Regions from separate parts of the Mus musculus genome. Here region 2 is linked to region 1. Evidence: chromatin contacts called from public promoter capture Hi-C data. All regions are on one chromosome and are shown on one strand. Each heading gives the region's core, a stretch centred on a gene start, on an enhancer-like site or on the middle of the called end of the contact. The rest is flanking DNA. Distances are from core to core; before and after follow the strand shown.

Region 1 (6,295 bases), core at 3,001-5,500:
TGCGGCCCCTTAACGGGTGCATTTTAATGTAATAATTAATTAACCTTGGGGATCACTCACATTTCACAACTCCTGATGCTGTGGCTTGGGGGTGGGAGGTTCTTTCTGCCTCATTTCTGTCCACCTTGGGCACTGGATCCTTGGGGCTGACCTCCCGGGGAGCTGAGAGGTCAAAATTGAGCCCAAATGTCACTGGGAGGCGGGGGCTTGTATGTGCAGAATGGGGTAGCATAGGGAGGATAGGGGACAGCAACACAGTCCTGTGCTAGTAAGTGCCCACGGCCTCTCCGCTAGTGCTGCAACTTGAAGGTCCCCAAACTCATGCCCACTTGGAACCCGAGAATATGGCTTTGAAGGAGGGGGTCTTTAGGTCCTTTGGTTTAAGATCTCAGATGAGCTTGTTCTAGTTTGGGTGGTGCTGATTCAATAACGGGTTTCCTTATAAGAGGAGAGAACACGCCAGGCGGTGGCGGTGCACGCCTTTAATCCCAGCACTTGGGAGGCAGAGACGGACAGATTTCTGAGTTCAAGGCCAGCCTGGTCTACAAAGTGAGCTCCAGGACAGCCAGGGCTACACAGAGAAACCCTGTCTCAAAAAACAAAAAACCAACCAACAAAACAAAACAAACAAACAAACAAAAACCAAGAAAGAAAGAGGAGAGAACACGAAGACTCAGCAGGGAATAGTCCAGCTATATGAGCCAAGGTTAAGGGTGTCCAGGGCTGAGAGAGCCGCTGGGAGGGGCCTGGGATGGCCAGTCCCAATGGGAACTTGATGCTGATCACGAATCCCCAGCACAGGTGAGAAAACATTCCTGTTGTTTCGAGCCACAGGCTCCTTTGTGGAGCTGTAGCTATCCCAGGACACTCTAACCGTGGTCAGCCATGGTGGCTGGTGTTTAGGCAGCTCAGGAAGGCCTTGGGGTGAGGGTGGGGTGGGGTGGGGGGATAGGGGCTCTTTAGAAGCTGAATCAGATGACCTGGTACTGGCTTTGTCTCCCCTCTCTCCTATTGTAAAGTGTTGGACCAGAGATACACTTCTCAAACTGGATCCCCTCAGTGCACCACAGGGGAGCATGGAAGCATGCCCTTCTATTTCCTTCACTTGTTGCCTGGAAAACACAGTTATCCTTCATGGCCCATTCCCAGCAACCTCCTCTGGTGGTGCTGCTCCTCAGTGCTCTACACATCCCATTCTGCAGGTTGCCAAGCCTTGGGGTTCCAGGTCGAACCCACACCTGCACACCTGCACACCTGCTCACCTGCTCACCTGCACACCTGCTCCTGCGTTTATGTTCACCACCTACCAGTACCATACATACTGGTATTCCTACAGACACAAACACACACCAGCATACTCCCATATAAATGCATTCATATACATCTGTACACAAACATATGTACATCCATATACATGCTTACACAGTATGCACATTCATTCCATACAACCAGCCAACTCACAAATACCTGCTCTGAGCTGACAGTGGCTTATTCGCGCCTTCTAGTGGTCTGCTCCAGGTATTGCAGTATCCCCCTTTTTTGGTAAAATTTGCAGTGTGGGGACTCTGTCCTGTTCATGACTAGCAGAAGCATTTGTATCAGAGCTGATGCCCTTTTTGCAGGGAGAGCCTTCCCACCTTGTCTACCATAGCTAATGCCAACACAACATGTACTACATTACAACATAACATGTACATGACACTACACAGGGCATGTTTCCCCAGGGTGCTTGCCAGGGCAGAGGGTAGGAGGCCATGGGAAGGAGGGCCATGTTCCTGTCAGCCACCTCCTCCTGTGAACTCTTGGTGCTGGAGTGGAACCAGTACCTGGTGTGGCAGCCATCTTGCCACAGATCTGCCAAGACTGGCTCTCTGGTTCCTAGATGGGCCCTGGACCTGTCATACTCAGACCAATTGAGATGGAGAGCTGACTGGCTCTGGGAGCATCTGACTTGTTCTGTTCTTGAAAACCATATAGATAGGAAGGTGACCCTAAGGGTGTAAGTAGTGTTACAAGCTACAGGTTGCTTGGATCTTACTTGTCAAGCTTTGTGAGGTAGGGCCTGGACTAGGGGATCCAGTGTGAAGGTAGTACTGTGTTTGCCTAGGTGGGCCCTGTGTTGAATGAACTTCCGACTTTTACCTAGTCTTCTTGGCCAGTGGAGATTCTGAGAGAGCCCCTAGGGACCACTCTGTACATTTCTTTTTTTCCTCTGGGGTGGCTAAAACTAATTTCTGTTGCTTTAATTAAGAGTCTTCGGGCTGGTGAGATGACTCAGCGGGTAAGAGCACTGACTGCTCTTCCAAAGGTCCTGAGTTCAAATCCCAGCAACCACATGGTGGCTCAAAACCATCCGTAACGAGATCTGACGCCCTCTTCTGGAGTGTCTGAAGACAGCTACAGTGTACTTACATATAATAAATAAATAAAATAAATAAATAAATAAATAAATAAATCTTTAAAAAGAAAAAAAGAGTCTTCAGAGCCTTGTCTGGCTGGCCCATCGCAGGAAAACAGGATCTGCCAGCCAAGGAACTTCACTCAACCCTCCCCGTTGCATCCCCAGCATAAACAGCAGGTACTCTACGAGCACGCGCCTTCCTATAGGCAGGCAGGGAGGGGACAGCATGTTCTCTGAAGCAGAGACTGAAACTGGACAAGGTACAGAATGGCACCAGATGGGCAGAAGCTGAGTCTCCATGCAAGCTCCTTGCCTTAGCCCAGCTGGTGAGTAGAGGGAGATGCATTCTCCCTTGAATACTGCATGAGCACCCACAGAGCTGTGCCTGCCGGGCTTCTGTAGTAAGGCTGACCTGGGAGGCTGGGCAGCCTATCCTTCCTCATAGTGCTCTGAGGGGTATCTCTGTGTTCACATAGAAGCCTGGAGGTTTTGGAGGAGAGGATCTGTTGTCTCCAGCTCCAAAGGGACCTCATACACACATTGCAAAGATCACTGTCTCCACAATTCCTTCTGCTCACTTCACTCTTGGGAATCCTGGAGAGCCAGATCAAGCATATGGAAGGGACTTGTCCCGTGTCCCTCTGGGTACTTCTTTCAGTATATCCAGTGGTAGGATGCTGAATGGGCTATGTGGAAATACTTGCAAACATTCTTATTATGCCCTAGGTGGCACCATGACAGGCTTCCAAGAGAAAGAGGACATTAGGCCTCTGAAGACTGGGGCTTAGTAGCCTAGGCTTTGGACAAAGAGCAAGGGGTTTGTTGGGGAGAGGCCTGGGGAACTTGAAGACCAGCTGGAGGGGCCTCAGACCCACTCCTCACAACCCTTATTGCTTAGTTCTGTACCATCTGCCAAGACACAGATCTGTGGCAAGAGCTCATGGATCTTGTCAAAGATGACTATGAACTTGAACTGTTCCTCCTACCTCCACACCACCATTCCTGGATCACTAATAATTATGATATTATTTATTTTTTATTTGTTTTTTTTTAGCTTAAAAAGATTTATTTTGTAAGTATTGTGCTTACATATATGTATCAACAGTGTGTCTGATCTTCAAGATAATTCTGAAGCACCATTGTGGGTTCTGAGAAACACAGGATCCTCAGCAAGAGTAGAAAGTAATCCTAACCACCGAGCCAGGGCCCCCCATCCCGTATGTGTGAGTGTGTGCGCGCATGCGTGTGTGTGTGTGTGTGTGTGTGTGTGTGTGTGTGTGTGTGTGTGTGTACGCACGCGCATTTGTATGTGTTTTATGCAGGCTTGTATTCCAGAGTGGTTCTGAACTCATTATGTAGTCAAGGATGACCTGTTTGACCTTCTGGTTCTGCCTAAACGTTCAGGATTATAAACCTGTGCCAGGCGTATGCTGCGCCGAGGAGCAAACCCAGGGCTTTGTGCATGGCATACAAGCACTTACAACTGTGACACATTTCTAGTGCCCTGACCCAGACGTATTATCTTGTGTACTTGACTCCGGAGCCCTTTTCAATTCCAACAGACCAGCAAATCAGGTAACAAGGCTGGGAGGTGCTGAAGGAATGAGGTATATGGAGAACTACAACTCCCGGTATGCATCTGACCCACCTCACACATTAATTTTTGGTAAGGGGGCCGTGAGCCTGCCTGGGAACGACAACTCCCGGCGTGCCTTGGTGCACTTTACCTATTTCCGGCGCGGTGCGGGCGGGGGGTGCGGGGGGTGGGGTGGGCAACAGCAGAATGCCTGCCAAAAAAAAACCACATTTCCCGGCATACCCACGGGCGCTCATTACGCACTTCCGGCGCGGCTGCGACCGCGCGCTCCGGGCGGCTACGGCGACACGGGCAGTGGCAGCAAGGGTACAGCTCCTGCCCCTTCAGTGACGGGCGGCGGAGCTGACAGGAGCCGGGGCGGGGCGGCGGCGGCCAGCGAAGGAGCGCACGGCGGCCCGGCCCCGCCCCTGGTCCTCCCGCCAGCCTCAGTGACCTTCACTGGTTCGGGCGGCGGGTGCAGGCCCGGGCGGCGGCGCGATGTTCGTGCAGGAGGAGAAGATCTTCGCGGGCAAGGTGCTTCGGCTGCACATCTGCGCAGCCGACGGCGCCGAGTGGCTGGAGGAGGCGACCGAGGACACATCGGTGGAGAAGCTCAAGGAGAGTTGCCTCAAACATGTAAGGCCGAGCTCCTTACGACCCAGTTCCACCTCTGCCTCCGTTCTGAAAACCAGAAACCTAGACTTATGTCCCAGACTCCGCCCCAGTCCCCAGCCTTCTGGTTGCCCCGACACTCCTATCTCTACCTAGACGCCAGATTTTCGCTTCTTCCTGGACCGGTCCCCAGTCCCTGCCGTGCAGCCCGCTGCTCCCAGCCTTCGCTCCTCCGGGCCTGGGCAGCGCCTTCCGCTCCTCCAATCACAAACCTAGTGCTCAGAGAAGAGCATCTGGCCCCCGCTGTTGAGCGAGCTTTATTTAATTTCTGCAACGTGCTAGGGAGGTGAAGGCGAGAGTGAACAGAGACTGGGAGAGGCAAAGGCAAGGGATCATGGTTTTCTAGCCTTGGGGCTTGCCTGCTGTTGGGATGAGCTTTTAGTTTCCTCCAGAAGCTGGAAGTAACTAGATCCCATTATAAGAGGACTGGCTCCTTGCCTGAGGAGCCAGCTGCTAGGAGCCCATGGCCGGGACTTGACACTTAGCAGTAGTCACTTAAAATAGTGTCACTGTGGGACAAGTTCCTTGGCTTCTACTTTCTATTGGGGCAACAGTTGATTGAGTGGGAAGGTCCAGGATGACTGTCTCCTGCCAGCAAGTGGCATTTGTTAAGTTTACTTACATTCAGTGAACGTTGTACTATAGTTAGCCTTTTAGTTTTAGTTAAGTCTTGGAATTAGTTCTTGAAGCCTTCCTGGCTCTAACTGCTCCCAGTTGAAGATGAAACAGATGTCTGTTAGACACTGGTAGCCTATGGAAGCACCATGCCAGACAAGATTAGTGCCAGATAGCTTTTTAGAGGGGACTCTTCGGAAAGTTAGGGATCTACAGCAGTAGGTTGTGTTAAAGTTCAGCATTGTGTTTCCTCTAAAGGCAGTCTTCAAGTTACTATAGCAGCTGCTTGCAAAGGGTAGTTTATCATCTGTGTGCCTTTGTGTAGTCAGTGTGTAATGTCAGGCAGGCTCCAAGAGATCTGTTTCAAGCCCCTCTTCTGCAGTGCATTAGATGTTGAGTAACCGTGGGTCTCAGTGTCTGTGGTTCACCTCAATGAGGCTCACATACAGGACAAAATGTATTTTAGACTGCCCAAGGAGTCCCCAACCTTTAAGCTTGTGTTGAGCCTGTGGATTTTCTCAATAGCAAGACCCAGAGGCTCAGCAGAAGCTTAAAGACTGGGGCCTCCTTGGGCATCTAGACTGTTCCCTAGCATCCATGCTGGCCTAGTACTATGCTGTGTCATCTCCTAGGTCAGTTCCTCGGGGGCTGAGCTTGGAGTAACTTCAAAGTCGGTGTAAGGATTGAAGGAATGAAAGGTGTCAGCCTCAAACCACATGAGCATGGGATGTCACCTTCACTGCTGTGATCTCTTGCCTAACTCACTTGTGGTGTGGATATACGTAATGAGCATGGCAGTATTCTATGAAGGGGGTAGGGAGATGATTCACAGATGCTTGCTAATACATTTTAGGGGCAGTATGGTTAGGCTTAGGCAGCAGGTTTTGATATGATGCTAATTATTTGTGATGTTTAATATTCCAGTTGATATTGGAGTTGTATCATTTTGACCATTTTTGTCATTATTCTTGTTTAAATTGAGACTATTCTACTCCACATTTTCCAGGGCAGAGGGCTGAAGCAGCAGGAGA
Region 2 (6,319 bases), core at 288-2,787, 3.8 Mb before region 1:
GCAGGTACAGTCACCAGATCCTATATAAACCATGCCACATGTCTCTTCTTTTACTTCCTCCCATCTTTTCTTTCTTTGAGCAAAGACTGGGTATGTATGGAAAAAGAAGCTGATCTTGCCAGGCAGTGGTGGCGCATGCCTTTAATCCCAGCACTTGGGAGGCAGAGGCAGGCGGATTTCTGAGTTCGAGGTCAGCCTGGTTTACAGAATGAGTTCCAGGACAGCCAGGGCTACACAGAGAAACCCTGTCTTGAAAAAACCAAAGCCAAACAAACAAAAAGAAGCTGATCTTGAACTGTTTCAGCAAAGAAAATCCTGAAGATCATGGCCCTTACCAAGTTTACTTACTACCCAGTGAGAATGCTGTAATTTGGTGTGTACCTGGTCATTCAGCCCAGAGATTAATATGCTAGGGTGACACTCTTCCAAGAATTACAAAAAGGCAGACTTGTAGACTTCACGTTTCTTTCTTCCTCTCCTCCCTGTGCCCAGAAGACCCAAAACAGTTCTAGCTAGAATCAGGCACCTGATTATCATAAACGATCCTGGGAAATATGATAGGCGCAGCCAGGTTTGGATGCCCACAAACCAAGTCTTCACCGGTCCCAGCTTTCGAGACCGAAGAGTAAACCGTCTTACCGTGGCGATAGGGGTTGTAGAGAGCCATTCCCGCCGCGCCCGCAGCCAGCAGCATCTTTTGCAGCGGGGTGGTTGGGATGTGGTCCGGGTACAGCAGGCGGGCGCCATGGCTCCCGGCCCTGAGGGGTACATCTGCGAGCAGAAAAGAGGTAAAGGTGAGAGGAGTCCGGTCCCTCTGGTCGCCGCGGACACTGGAATCAGAGCTGCTCACCTACAGCTGGCCGCGTACGGGGCCGAAGACTGCGGTGGAGGCGCAGGGAGCGAAGCAGCAGCAGGGTCGCCATGGCAGCGGACGTCCGCGTGGTTAGGCGGGGCTCCGCAGGTACTACGGAGGCCCGAGAAGTCAAAAGACTCCTGGGACACTGCACTCACTGTGGCTTTTTGATCGGAGATGTTGTAATATGGACAGGAGCATGAGAAGGAAAGCCACAAGATCTGTTTGCCACTGAAGTAAAACAACTGCTGTGAGCCAGGCGTTATTTATAACGTAGGCCTGTCAACCCAGCATTTGAAACCTGGAGGCCGTAGGATCAGTTCGAGATCCTTCTTGGCTATTTCTTAAGTACGAAGGCAGTACTAGAGACCTTGTCTCAAAAACCAAGCCTGATGTGAATTACTCGTCACTCCAGATCTTGGAAAAGTGGAGACAGAAAAGTAATGAATTCTCGGCAACTTAGCAAGTTTGAGGGCAGCCTGGGATATATGAGAAACAAACAAACAAAAAACTCCTGAAAAGAATTCAAAAATAACATAACCGAGAATTCGGTTGCTCGATATCCGGCCCTATTTTCTTCTCCATCTCTTATTTCCCCCCCGGAGGGCAATAAGAAAAGAACCTCTTCCTGCCAAGGAAACAAGGCGGCTACCTACAGTAGGGACCACATTTGGGAAAGGACCACGCAGCACTTCCGCCCGCATCCCCGCTTCTGGATGATGTTGAACCGCTGAGTTCCAGCCATGGGTTCTTCTGGCCTAGCTCGGCTGCAGGGGCTCTTCGCTGTCTATAAACCTCCGGGGCTGAAGTGGCTGCACTTGCGTGAGACCGTGGAGTTGCAACTGCTTAAAGGTGAGAACTCCGACGCGGACCCACGGTTTTGCTTTAGTTCTTTCTGATGTGGAGTGAGGTCACGTGGTTCGTTTGCCGGGTTGTAGCTGTTTCTTGTTTGTTTGTTTTTTTTCTCTTGTACACATTTCGTTACTACCCACTCTCCGCTATTTTCCTTTAGAGAAATTCATTCTATAGTGTTGGGTTTTTTTTCGCGGTTTCTGTTACAGAGTTAGAATTTGAACTTTTTTTTTTTTTTTTTTTTTTTTTGCCTTTTGAGACAGGGTCTTTTCTAATTAATCCGACCTTGAAATCAGTGAGGCACTGAGAATTCTGACTCTCCTGACTCCACCTGCCAGATGCTGGGATCACAAGCGTGACCACCACCCCGACCCTCAAACACCAATTTTTTTCTTTGCCTTTTTTTCCTTTCTTTTATTTTCTTAAAAACTGTCATGTAGCCTCAAATTTGCTATGTAAGATGAAGATAACCTTGAACTTTTGACTGTCCTGCCTTCACTACCCAAGGTCTTAGACTACATCTGTGTAGTACCACCTCCCATTAGGGTGCTGGGGATGGAACCCGGGGCGTCTTGCGTATTGTGCAAACACTCCATGAATTGAGCTACACTTCCAACCTAGGATTTTTGTTTTGTTTGTTTGTTCTTCACTTTTTAGAGAATGGTTTCTCTGTATACCCCTGGCTGCCCTGGAAATAACTCTGTAGATCAGTCAGGCCTTGAATTCAGAGATAGGCCCGCCTCTTGCCTCCCCAGTGCTGGAATTAATGATACCTGGCTTCTGAAGGAGTCATAGTACGTTTTCTACGATACACAAATCCATCTTCTATGCTACCATCTCTCTACCCCTTCTCTTGCGGGTTGGAAAAGTACTGACTGTGTTCTTTTGTGCTTAGGTCTCAATGCCCAGCAGCCTCCTGCTCCTGATCAGCGTGTTCGCTTCTTGCTAGGCCCTGTGGAAGGCAGTGAAGAGAAGAAGTTGACTCTCAGAGCCACCAATGTACCCTCCCTCACCACCCACAGACTTGGTAAGGCAGAGTCAGACAGGACCCTGGCCGTGATGTTAGAGGAAATCCCTGGCCTGAGTTAGATTTCTAGCCCAGGGTTTGGCAAACTTCCCTAGAGAGGGAAGATTTTAAACAGCTTCTGCCTACAGCCTTGTGTTTTCCTTGGCTCTGCTCCTCTTTGCTATTGTAATGCAAAGCATCTCTAGACTGTAGGAAAGGAGAGAACCTTCTTGTATTTTAGTCAAGACTGGAGTGCAGCCACATGGTTGTGGTGCACGCCTTTAATCCCAGCTCTTGGGAGGCAGAGGCAGGCGGATTTCTGAGTTTGAGGCCAGTCTGGTCTACAAAGTGAGTTCCAGGACAGCCAGGGCTATACAGAGAAACCCTGTCTCGAAGGAAAAAAAAAAAAAAAAGGCTGGAGTACAAAACAGCTATTTTGAGAGCAGTTATAAACACCGGTGTCCAGCAGCCTTTGTCTTCTATGGGAGACTGAAAGGATCATTTAAATTTAGGAGTCCCTGGCCAACCTGGGCAACACAGTGAGACCCAGTCTCAAAACAAAGTAGACTTGATGATTTGACTTGTGAACTACACTTTGCTGACTCTTAGCTATTCTAGGACTCTCTAGGGAAGCTGAGAACTTCTGGTAGACCTGTGTTATTAATACCTGCTCTGTATTAGACATCATGTTATCTTTGTCCTCACCCCAGTTCTGTGAGGTAGGTCCCTTATTAAAAAAAAACAAAAACAAAAACGTATTATTTGTATGTATGTGTGCACACCAAGGCCTGGGTGTGAAAGTCGGAGGGCATCTTTTGGGAATCACTTCTCTCAGGCCACCATGGGTCCCAGGATCAAACTGAAGTCATCAGGCGTGGCAGCCTTTACCCACTGAGCCACCTCGCCAGCTCTTGTTTTTGTGTTTTGAGACACAGCCTCCTGTAGTCCAGGCTGGTCTTGAACTCACTGTATAGTTAAATATGACCTTGAAGTCTGGATTCTGATCCTTTTGCTTCTGCCTCCCAAGTGCTGGGGCACATTAAGCTGTAGTCAGTCTTTTAGTGGTCAAGACACTGAGTCTGGGGCCATAGGTCAGTATTGTAGACAGACAGACCTAGGTCCCACCTTAGGGAGCTCACTGATTCAGGAGGAGAATGGCCAGGTTTTCTATCAGCACACGATGTGCAGAGAAGCCCAGAATCTTGATCCCCAGTGTGATGCCTGATCTCAAAGCCTCAAATGGGGCGAATAGTGATAGGCAGAGGAAGAAGAGTCTTGCGTTGCCCTTTCTCTGGGCCCAGGGAACTAGGGAAATAGTGGTTCCAGCTTCCGAGGAAGAGAAGCCTGGAAATACAGCCTAGCATAATTTGATCCCCATGAGGCCCTTCTGTTCTTGGAATGAGGGCCTCTTGCCAAAGTTACCCTCAAGGCTCATTAGTTGAAGAAATGAACTGGCTTTTTCTTTCCAGTACGTGGTCCAGCATTCACAAACCTGAAGATCGGTGTGGGACATCGCTTGGATGTCCAGGCTTCTGGTGTGCTTGGTAAGTCTGGGGATGTGGTGCTGTGAGCTTGGAGAAGGATCAGAAGGTGATCCAGGGCCCAGCCCACAGCTTATCTGACCTCACTCTCTTACTTTTCTCTCCACTGAGTCTCTTGTCTCTTCAGCTGGGCAGGTCCCACCTCTGTCAAGGGATTCCTTCCTGCATGACACGTGGTTCAAGGCCTTTATGGACATTTGTTCACCATACCCATGACAGATGCTGTGTAATGTTACCAGTGAAGAGAGTAAGACTGGAGCTGAGGCCTGGCCACTAAATACCCATGGTCCCCAGAGGAGCTCCCATCGAGTTAGGGTGCAGCAGGCACATGGCTCTATCTCCTCTGGCTGCGGTTTGCATATTGCCAGAGTTGGATACAAAGCTCCAAGTCACAAGCCTTCTGTGGCCTCCGGGTCACATGGTAGCCCATTGTCCAGCCTCCACAGTCTTGGTTCCCTCTCTTTCTTCCTGAGGTAAGGGCAGTCAGACGTGATCTCATGCCCCCTCCCTGTTTCCCTCTCTAACAGTGAATGGGAAGCCATTCATTTCTTTAGACAGAGGGATAAACAGATCAGGGAATAGGCAGGAAGTGGCCCCAAAGGCCCTGTTATGGCTCCTTCCTTTGTACCATTAGCTTTCTGTTTGTTGCCTCCCCCAGTCTGTGATATGCACAGGCCTGAGCATCTTTCTCTGTATAACTCATTGAGAGTTTGAGGGCCAAAAATGTTTAAAATTAAGAGTCAGAAAACCTAGGTTCTTGTTTTTGTTTCTGAGACGATTTTTTTTTTGTCTCAGTTTGCCGAGGCTGGCTCCAGTTGGGTCTAAATGACCTTGAGATCTTGGCCCTCCTCTACCTGAGTGCTGGGGACTGTAAGCATGTAGCACCTTGACTTGAATTGTTTGTTTTGTCTTGTTTTTGTTTTTCTTTTTTTTTTTAATGCTGTTTTTTTTTTAATTAGGTATTTTCCTCATTTACATTTCCAATGCTATCCCAAAAGTCCCCCATACCACACCCCCCACCCCCACCCCCGTTTTTGTTTTTTGAGACAGGGTTTCTTTGTGTAGTTCTGGCTGTCCTGGAATTCGATCCATAGACCAGGCTGGCCTCCAACTCAGAGACCCACCTGCCTCTGACTTCCAAGTACTGGGATTAAAGATGTGTGCCACCACTGCCCGACTTTATTTTATTTTTTAAATTTATGTGTTTATATGAGACAAACTCTGACTACTTTCAAGGTTGGCCTGGAACTCAGAGTTCTCCAACTTCAGCCTCCCAAGTGCTGGGATTATCGGTGTGTGACTCCCTCCCAGCCTTAAATGTAGTTGCAATTTGGTGGAGCTGGGACAATGCTCTCTTGCTTTGGGGGTGTTTCAGTATCCTCTGGGAGCTTCCTCAGGTACTTAGGCTCATTTCCCATCGTGAGCCAGATGCCACCCTTAGACCAGCCCTGGAGACCAGTGTTGACAGCAGCTCCCTCCCCGGATGCTGGCTGCAAGGAGAGGGAGTGTTTGGTGGCAGGGAATGGCAAGGGTTGTTCCCAGGGAAAGGGACTAGGTGAGAGAGGGTCTGGTTGCCTTTCAGTGCTCGCCGTGGGACATGGACGCAGCCTCCTCACTGACATGTATGATGCTCATCTCACCAAGGTATCGTGGGCTAAAGATATGGTGCAGCCTACTTACCCAGTGCTTCTTCCCAGAAGTCACGGATAGGGAAGGCCGAGGCCACTAGCAAGCATTTTTGGCTTGCTGTAGCTAGGAAAGACTAGAGATACAGCATTACCCCTCACACTCTTCTCTTCTGACCATCACGAAGAGCTGTGTGTGGGTCCCCTTAGGAAAGCCCTGTCCCACTTAGCCACGCTCCCATTTTACAGTTGAGTACGGTGAGGCTTAGGAAGAAAGAACATGCCTAGCCAGGGTCACGCTTTCTTTAAAGCCTTAGGAGCTGAAATTTGAGCTTGGATCTGTCCCACACCACAGTCCAAGCCGAGCAGTGTTTTGTTCTCATGGCAAGACAGATGTGTGTGTCACTGTCCAGTCTCCAGGACTCCTCCAGGGCCAGGTGGG

Evidence for each region. Promoter capture Hi-C pulls out the DNA fragments that hold promoters and counts their contacts.
Region 2: a promoter capture Hi-C map of pre-B cells shows a contact between it and region 1, with 2.7 times the contacts expected there. The contact joins the promoter of Trub2 here to the promoter of Ubac1 in region 1. A contact is called at or near these places in 1 of 39 promoter capture datasets (pre-B cells) and 2 of 484 Hi-C or Micro-C datasets (CD4 T cells and CD8 T cells).

Annotation. Positions count from the first base shown.
Region 1 is chr2:26,019,715-26,026,009 of GRCm38.p6, reverse strand. It overlaps Ubac1 (ubiquitin associated domain containing 1), which reads left to right and starts at 4,250. Exons shown (of 10, transcript NM_133835.2): 1 at 4,250-4,613. The coding sequence starts at 4,476.
Region 2 is chr2:29,782,889-29,789,207 of GRCm38.p6, reverse strand. Trub2 (TruB pseudouridine (psi) synthase family member 2) reads left to right here and starts at 1,537. Exons shown (of 8, transcript NM_145520.5): 1 at 1,537-1,705; 2 at 2,601-2,732; 3 at 4,181-4,255; 4 at 5,835-5,896. The coding sequence starts at 1,597. It overlaps Coq4 (coenzyme Q4), which reads right to left and starts at 1,715. Exons shown (of 7, transcript NM_178693.5): 1 at 851-1,715; 2 at 640-771. The coding sequence starts at 923.